Regions from separate parts of the Rattus norvegicus genome. Here region 1 is linked to region 2. Evidence: chromatin contacts called from public Hi-C data. All regions are on one chromosome and are shown on one strand. Each heading gives the region's core, a stretch centred on a gene start, on an enhancer-like site or on the middle of the called end of the contact. The rest is flanking DNA. Distances are from core to core; before and after follow the strand shown. Region 1 holds the start of Yju2 (YJU2 splicing factor). Region 2 holds the start of Uxs1 (UDP-glucuronate decarboxylase 1).

What was found. Hi-C and Micro-C count contacts between places; a contact is called where the count stands out from the background.
Region 1: a Hi-C map of prefrontal cortex shows a contact between it and region 2, with 4 times the contacts expected there. The contact joins the promoter of Yju2 here to the promoter of Uxs1 in region 2. A contact is called at or near these places in 4 of 12 Hi-C or Micro-C datasets (frontal cortex, liver, mammary epithelial cells and 1 more).

What each region holds. Positions count from the first base shown.
Region 1 is chr9:875,254-878,827 of GRCr8, forward strand. Yju2 (YJU2 splicing factor) reads left to right here and starts at 1,611. Exons shown (of 8, transcript NM_001109673.1): 1 at 1,611-1,668; 2 at 3,077-3,177. The coding sequence starts at 1,645. It overlaps LOC134480467 (a long non-coding RNA gene), which reads right to left and starts at 1,678. Exons shown (of 2, transcript XR_010054911.1): 1 at 1,539-1,678; 2 at 1-92.
Region 2 is chr9:739,618-743,245 of GRCr8, forward strand. Uxs1 (UDP-glucuronate decarboxylase 1) reads left to right here and starts at 1,363. Exons shown (of 15, transcript NM_139336.2): 1 at 1,363-1,501. The coding sequence starts at 1,408.

The DNA.
Region 1 (3,574 bases), core at 361-2,860, 140 kb after region 2:
TCATTCCTCCAAGGCTTCACCATCTCCACAGGCCCCTAAACAAGGCCTTCATGACAAAAAGGCCTTGTTTATGTGGCTCAAGGGTCAGGAGCCTGGGAGGACATAGAATGGTGCTAGCTTCCAGAAGGAACTCCACGTGGTACAGTGCATAAAGGGGGAAGGGTTGGGGAATATGTAAGTGGGAGAAAGGGAGAGGGTAGAACGAGGTGCAGGGCCCTGCACAAGGAAAGGGAGCTACCTGAAGGAGAATGTTGGGGACACACACCTAGCACCTGTTTCCCCAGCTAAGAGCCAAACAGGGCGAAGTCCAGCTTTATTGAAATGAAGATGGGGTTCGGTGGGGTGGGGTGGGATTGAGGTGGTGTGGGAATAGTGGCAAGCTAAAGCCCAGCCTAGAGATCCTGTTTCAAACAGACCAAAAGAATGAGAGGAGGAGGAGGAACCCCGCAGCAGCAGCAGCAGTGGGGGCGGGGCTCCGGGGTGGTGACCTTGCCTAGGCTCAATGCTGAGGCTTGTCATATTTCGTTTGCACGAATAATAAATAAACAAATGTAAAAAACGATACTAAGTCTGGTGGTGGTGGTGCATCTCTTTAATCCCCAACACGCAAGGGAGCCACAGGCCCATCTCAGTGAGTCTGAGGCTAATCTAGTCTACAGACTAAGTTCCAGAACAACCAGCACTACCCAGAGGAACCCCGTCTCAAAAAAAAAAAAAAAAAAAAAAAGAGAGAGAGAGAGAGAGAAAAGAAAGAATGAAACTATTTTTAAAGAAAAAGTAAAAGAAGAAAAAAAGTTGGGTATAGTGTCTCTTATTTGTAAACGGAGCACTTGGGAGGCAGAGGCAGGAGGATTACTGAGTTTTCAAGGCCAGCCTGGACTAAGTGGTGAATTCCTCTCTCATAAAAGAAGAAACACACACAAACCAACAACACAATGAAACCAGGCAGGTCACTGAGTCCAGCTACTGAAGAGGCTTGCAGTATGATGGTTTCCAATTTAAGACCAAGCAGGGCTTGCAGAGTTGGTTCCAGGCCAGCCTGGGCATCTTAGTGAGAGGCTGCTTCACAGCACTAGAGCGCTGGGCGGTGTTGCGTGGTAGAGTGCCTGCCTGGCATATGCAAAGATCCTGGGTTTCATCCCCAGCACCAGAAATGAAGGAACGAACGAAGGAGGAACGCAGGAACGGGACATGGTGGCCTTTAATTATTTAATCCCAGAATTCAGAAGCAGGAGGATCTCCATTAGTTTGTGACCACCCTGGGCTACATGATAAGTTACAGGACAGCCAGGGACACGAAGTGATACCCTCACTCAAAAAACAAACAGCATCAATAGAGCAGTGATGCGGGAGAAAATGTTATCCTAGACAGCTTTCTCCATCTTTCCAGTGCGACAGACAGGCACACGGGATCCACATGTCCCGGAACCTTTATCTAGCGCTTCACCTACCCGCACTCGGAAGGGAACGAAAGCACACACGATTTGGATCGACAAAGATTGCAGCCAATGAGAATGGTAAAGCGGGTAAGCACCAACCAGTAAGACGGCTGAGGAAGTGGCGACACTGAGGCTCCTGATCCGAGAAACTCCACGAGGACTAAGAGAACAATTTCTTCTCTTGTTCGTTGAACAGGAAGCGAAGATGTCGGAACGGAAAGTTTTAAACGTAAGTGCTCAGCGTCTAGATGTTTCTACAGAGAGTGTAATGTGCGAGGGTCCTGGGAGAGGCGTGCTTCCTTCCGGTCATTTCCTTTTGGAATCCGCTCTTCCCCCCCCCCCCCCGACTACACATGCACGCACGCGCGTGGGGCTTTCAGTCGGGCGGGAGCTCCCCAAACTCTTGTCAATCTCATTTTTTTAGGGGCGGTCATTAGCTTTTTTTTTTTTTTTTCTTTCTTTTTTTCCTTCCATGCGAGTAACCAATCATCACCAGGGAAGCGGAGCTTATGTCACTTCATCCCATTGGCTTTTTCAAAAAGAACTATCTGATCGCTTTCCTGGGGGAGGGACTGCTTCTTGTGAGCTTCCCCCAGGTCCGGGGATATTAGTCTCCTCAGTTCGCCCGGGATATTGTTCAATGAATATTCGAAATCTTTATTGTTTTCTACACCATGTTGGGATTACTGGGGTGACTCAGTCTCCTCTCTTGAAAAATTTTGCTCTCCATTTCCTGGATCTGTTTTTTAAATGTTTGTTTTGAGCTAGGGTTTTACTATGTAGCCCAGAATGGCCTCGAACTCAGAGACCCACTTTCCTGAGACTCCCTGTTGCTGGGGTTAAAGACGTGTACCCTACGCTGGGCAATATTCATTTTTAAAAGGAGTTGTTTATTTTCATTTTATGTTTTTCCTTCATATCTGTGCACCACATTTGTGTGCACTGTCCAGGCTGACTATAAAATCACAATGTATATCAGCCTCCTAAGTACCGACATGACAGCTGTACACCATCATTCCCATCAACCACTTGAATTAGTAATGCTTCCTTCAAGCAGGGAGACAGCTTCCTTTCCCATGGGCCTGGTTGCCAGTAGGTGTCAAAAGCAGAGTGCCTGCTTGTTGGTGGTTCATGTAGCTTTTGTTTTTTTACTTTGGGGGGGGGGGTAGGGTTGTCTCTTCACCCCCCTGTCTCAGATGTACAGGTGCTGGGGTGATGGGTTTGGACATTGACATGCCTGTAACCCAGAGTGTTGTCCTGTGTGCCTCGCCCCAGCCTCCCAAGCACACAGAGAGGCCAGAGCCTGTTCTCCCTAAGAGAGCTAGAGTGTCTAGAGTCTTATCATGTGATAGGCAACAGGGGTCCACCCCCACTACAAACCCTGGACCTCTAGAATCTTCCCTGGAAAGCATATCACAGCTCAAGAAAGTGTCTTGGAAGCCTGTGCACTCCTCCTCCCAACTTCTCTTCTCATGGCTGTGCTTCAAATACCTCATGTCTGCAAAGGCTCCAGCAAGCTGAATCCTGAGCAGATCCCTAAAATCAGGGTATCCTGGGTGTGCTGACATGGTTCCCAGACCCCATTTCTGCCCACATGGGACCAGAGCACCAGAAAACAGCAACACTCTTCTCCACAGAAATACTACCCACCTGACTTTGACCCATCGAAGATCCCGAAACTCAAGTTACCCAAGGACCGGCAGTACGTGGTGCGGCTGATGGCCCCATTCAACATGAGGTGAATCCCTGGGCACATGAGACTGGAGGCCGAGTCTCTGGAGAAACAGTAACAAGGATGAAAGTCCTAACCTCACAGCCTCACAGGGTTCCCAGCCCCTATCACAAGGTCTCGGTGAACAGTCAGAGTGACACTTGGTCCTGCAGGATTCTGGATCCTCTAGTGACAGCCCTCCTCCCGCCCAGGCCTTTGCACCACCTATGGCCTCTGCCTGCAGATCTCTTGTCACTAGGTTCTCTACTGATAGAGCCTGACTGCCATCTCATCCCAGATGGGCTGCCAGCCTCTCCTTAGACCTTAATTCCCCACTTTCCTAGGTTCAACCAGCTTTGAATCAAACAGTTAGTCACACTTGACTTTGTGTGAGACTCAATCCTGTCAGTTACACCTATGTAGT
Region 2 (3,628 bases), core at 113-2,612:
AGAGAGCTCACCGCCGAAACAGGTGGGCACTCCTGAGACTGCAGAGCAGAAGAGACCACCAACACTGCCCACCCCTGCCCACATCCCTGGCCCAAGAGGAAACTGTATACGGCCTCTGGGTTCCCTTGGATAAGGGCACAGGAGCAGGGCTGTATCAATCCGCTGCGTCTGAAACACCGCCAGAACCTGAAGAGACCGACCAGATAAACAGTTCTCTGTACTCTTGAAGTTCTAGCCAGAGCAATCAGACAACAAAAGGAGATCAAGGGGATACAGATTGGAAAAGAAGAAGTTAAAATATCACTATTTGCAGATGATATGATAGTATATTTAAGTGATCCCAAAAGTTCCACCAGAGAACTACTAAACCTAATAAACAACTTCAGCAAAGTGGCTGGGTATAAAATTAACTCAAATAAATCAGTAGCCTTCCTCTACGCAAAAGAGAAACAAGCCAAGAAAGAAATTAGGGAAACAACAGTCTTCATAATAGACCCAAATAACATAAAATACCTCGGTGTGACTTTAACCAAGCAAGTAAAAGATCTGTACAATAAGAACTCTTTTTATGTATTCCCTTACATTGTGACAGGTAAAATGCAGTACTGGCTGATACAGCCCAAAATCAACTGATTAACTCACCATTTCCTATCATGATTGCTCTAAGCAAAGTTTTATGGATCACTTTTAGGAACCTCTGGGCTTTACACTATTACTGTAGTTACTTTTGACAAGAAAGAGTTTGCCTATTTAATAGGATGTAGCGCTTTTGCTATAAATTATCCTTTCAATTGATAGTTTGTAGTTCTTAAAACTTGCCGGAAAATTCCTGAACTGGAAATGACTTACAGGTGGAGACATGAAAACCCAGTCACTTTCCTGCCTTACAAAAAGAACAGCTAAGAAGGCCAAGCAACTTATTCAACTGTTCTCTGTCACACTGACAGACCAATTACAGCACACCAGTCCTTCTGCTCCAACGACGCGAGTCCACAGCCCCGCCCGCCGCGTAGGACTAGGAACGCGCAAGCGCCCTGCAAGTTGCGGGCGAACATCCGCGATCCGCTCTAAGCATCAAACGCTGTCCTATGATCGAATGCAGGCAAGCACACTGGGATGCGCATGCGCTCTCCGCGCCACCCACTATACCCACCCTTCCCTTGTTGACTGACACCAGCTCGAAACTCAGGCATCACACTGCGCTTGCGGGAAAAGGAGGATGAGGGTGGGTCGCAGCTGTGGGCGGAGCCGGAGACCGGGACCCAGCCGCGCAAGCGCAGTGGTTTAGCCGGCAGGAAGCTGGGAGCGCGGGGGTGGGGCTGACGCGCGTGGGCGGGGCTCGGGCCGCCGCGCTTTGTGCTGCGGCTGGCCGGCGGGGCAGGCCCCGGACCCGTGCGGTTCCTGGGCATGGTGAGCAAGGGGCTGCTGCGCCTTGTCTCTTCAGTCAACCGCAGGAAGATGAAGCTTCTGCTGGGCATCGCGCTGTTCGCCTACGCCGCCTGTGAGTGTGTGCATGGTGGGCGGGAGCCCATTCATTCCCGCGCGGCGGGTAGCGGACGCTGCGGCCGAGCGGCCGGCTGTTTAGGGCCGGGAACCGGTTCACCGCTTCCACGAGGCTGAACTTGTGCAGTGGAGCCTCTGGCCGCTTTACTTGCAGCCCGCTTCCGCGTAGGTCCGGCGTCAGACCCGTGGCCGGTGTTGGGGCCTTTGCCATGGGCGCGGTGGTCACGTTCCCCAAGCTGTAGACACTGCGGACTCGGCCAACCTCGCTGCGCCCGCCAGCTCTTACTGACCTGATCCTCTGTGCTGTCCAGGGTTAGGGTTAGGGCGAACCTGGAGAGTGTGGCACAGGGACATCCATGGGGACGGTGCTGGTTCAGTAAGATAAAAATACTATAACTATTGGCAGTGCCCCTACTTCGACTGTTTGATCCGCAGGAAAATTACTCAGCAGCCGATTGTTGCCATTCTCCGTGGATGTCCTGTGTGGCGGTGCTCCGATGTCTAGGCGCACACTGCCCCCGCTCCCCGCACCGCCAGGTACTCCTCCAGCGTGTCGCGGAAGGAGGCACAGCTTAAGGGGCGGGCGGGGAGGGTGTCATTGGATCCTCAGCCTGGCTATCTGGAGGGGCCCTCAGCTTCTCAGAGAAGTCAAAGTCTAGTTTTGGGGGTTTTGTTTGTTTGTTGTTGTTTTTGAACTGTGCAACTGGGATATAACAGCTGCTATTAATACTTTACCAAGTACCAAAATTGGGCTAAAAATAGCTATCAGAGTGAACTCCTTCTGAATCCTGGCCACCCAGGCAAACATACTCAAATGAAAACTGGTAAGTGATTGAGTTTCCAGGGTCTGATTCCCAGGTGAGTAGGTACTTCCGGAAATTCAGTTCAACTGATGGGATGAAGGGGTTAGTAGGATGCAGACTGCCTGCTGTAGATGAGCTGTTCCAGGAGGAGGGGAAGGGGGAGGAGGAGGAGCCAGGAAGCTATAGAAAGGCTTCTGGTTCCTAGGAGAAGTTTTAGAACTGGGTTGCTTGGTAGATCTGATTGGTTTCTGCTATGAAGGAAGAATTAGCCTCAAGTGTGATCTGTACTGAAAAAGATGATATTCAAGGGAAAAAAACCCTTACAGCTGAGTAATTATTACTGTTTTATTAGTAATGCCTAATAATGAAGTTTTAAGCCAGCCATTCATTTGACCAGCATGTTTCACTCAGTCTTCAACATTGTCAGTTGTTGACAGTAGCAGCAGGGCACAGCATGGAGTGCAGAAACATCAGGGTTTTGCCAGGACGGTACAGAACACAGACCCAGTAGTTCAGCACATGGATTGCAGAAACATCAGGGTTTTGCCAGGACGGTACAGAACACAGACCCAGTAGTTCAGCACATGGAGTGCAGAAACATCAGGGTTTTGCCAGGACGGTACAGAACACGGACCCAGTAGTTCAGCACATGGAGTGCAGAAACATCAGGGTTTTGCCAGGACGGTACAGAACACGGACCCAGTAGTTCAGCACATGGAGTGTAGAAACATCAGGGTTTTGCCAGGATGGTACAGAACACGGATCCAGTAGTTCAGCACAGCGCTTGCACCCCTGAGTGCATCAGAATCACCAGTGGGATTTAAAGCACTTTGTTCTGTGTTCAGCAGGTCTGAGATGTGGCCTGGTAATTCCGTTTTCAATAGCTTGGTTTAGCGAGTAGTTTCTTGTTTGTTTGTCTTTTATTTTGTTTGTTTCACCCTGTAGTCTGGAGTGGCTTCAGAGTCTCAGAACCCAGAAGTCTTTCAGAGGGAGGCAGTGCTTTGAGAACCGTTTGCTTGGAAAGAGAAAGTCATGAATCCAGTATTCATGTAAAAAAAGTTAAGTTTACAAACTGATGTGATGGGAGGAGATGGGTTAGCAGTCAAGCATGTTGGATTCCCTGAGAAACCAGGATGTGAGCTGAGAATGAAGGATGTGTAGGGGTTAACAGGAAAGAATACTTTCCAGCTGGAGCAGCACTTGCACAGGTCCTTCTGCAGGGGAGATCAAATAGTAGTCTACTAATGCATGGGAGAGCATGTTCTGGGAGTGTGAGATTGCAGCACAGCAAGGCTACCCAGACAGGCAGGGACTAGAGCAGG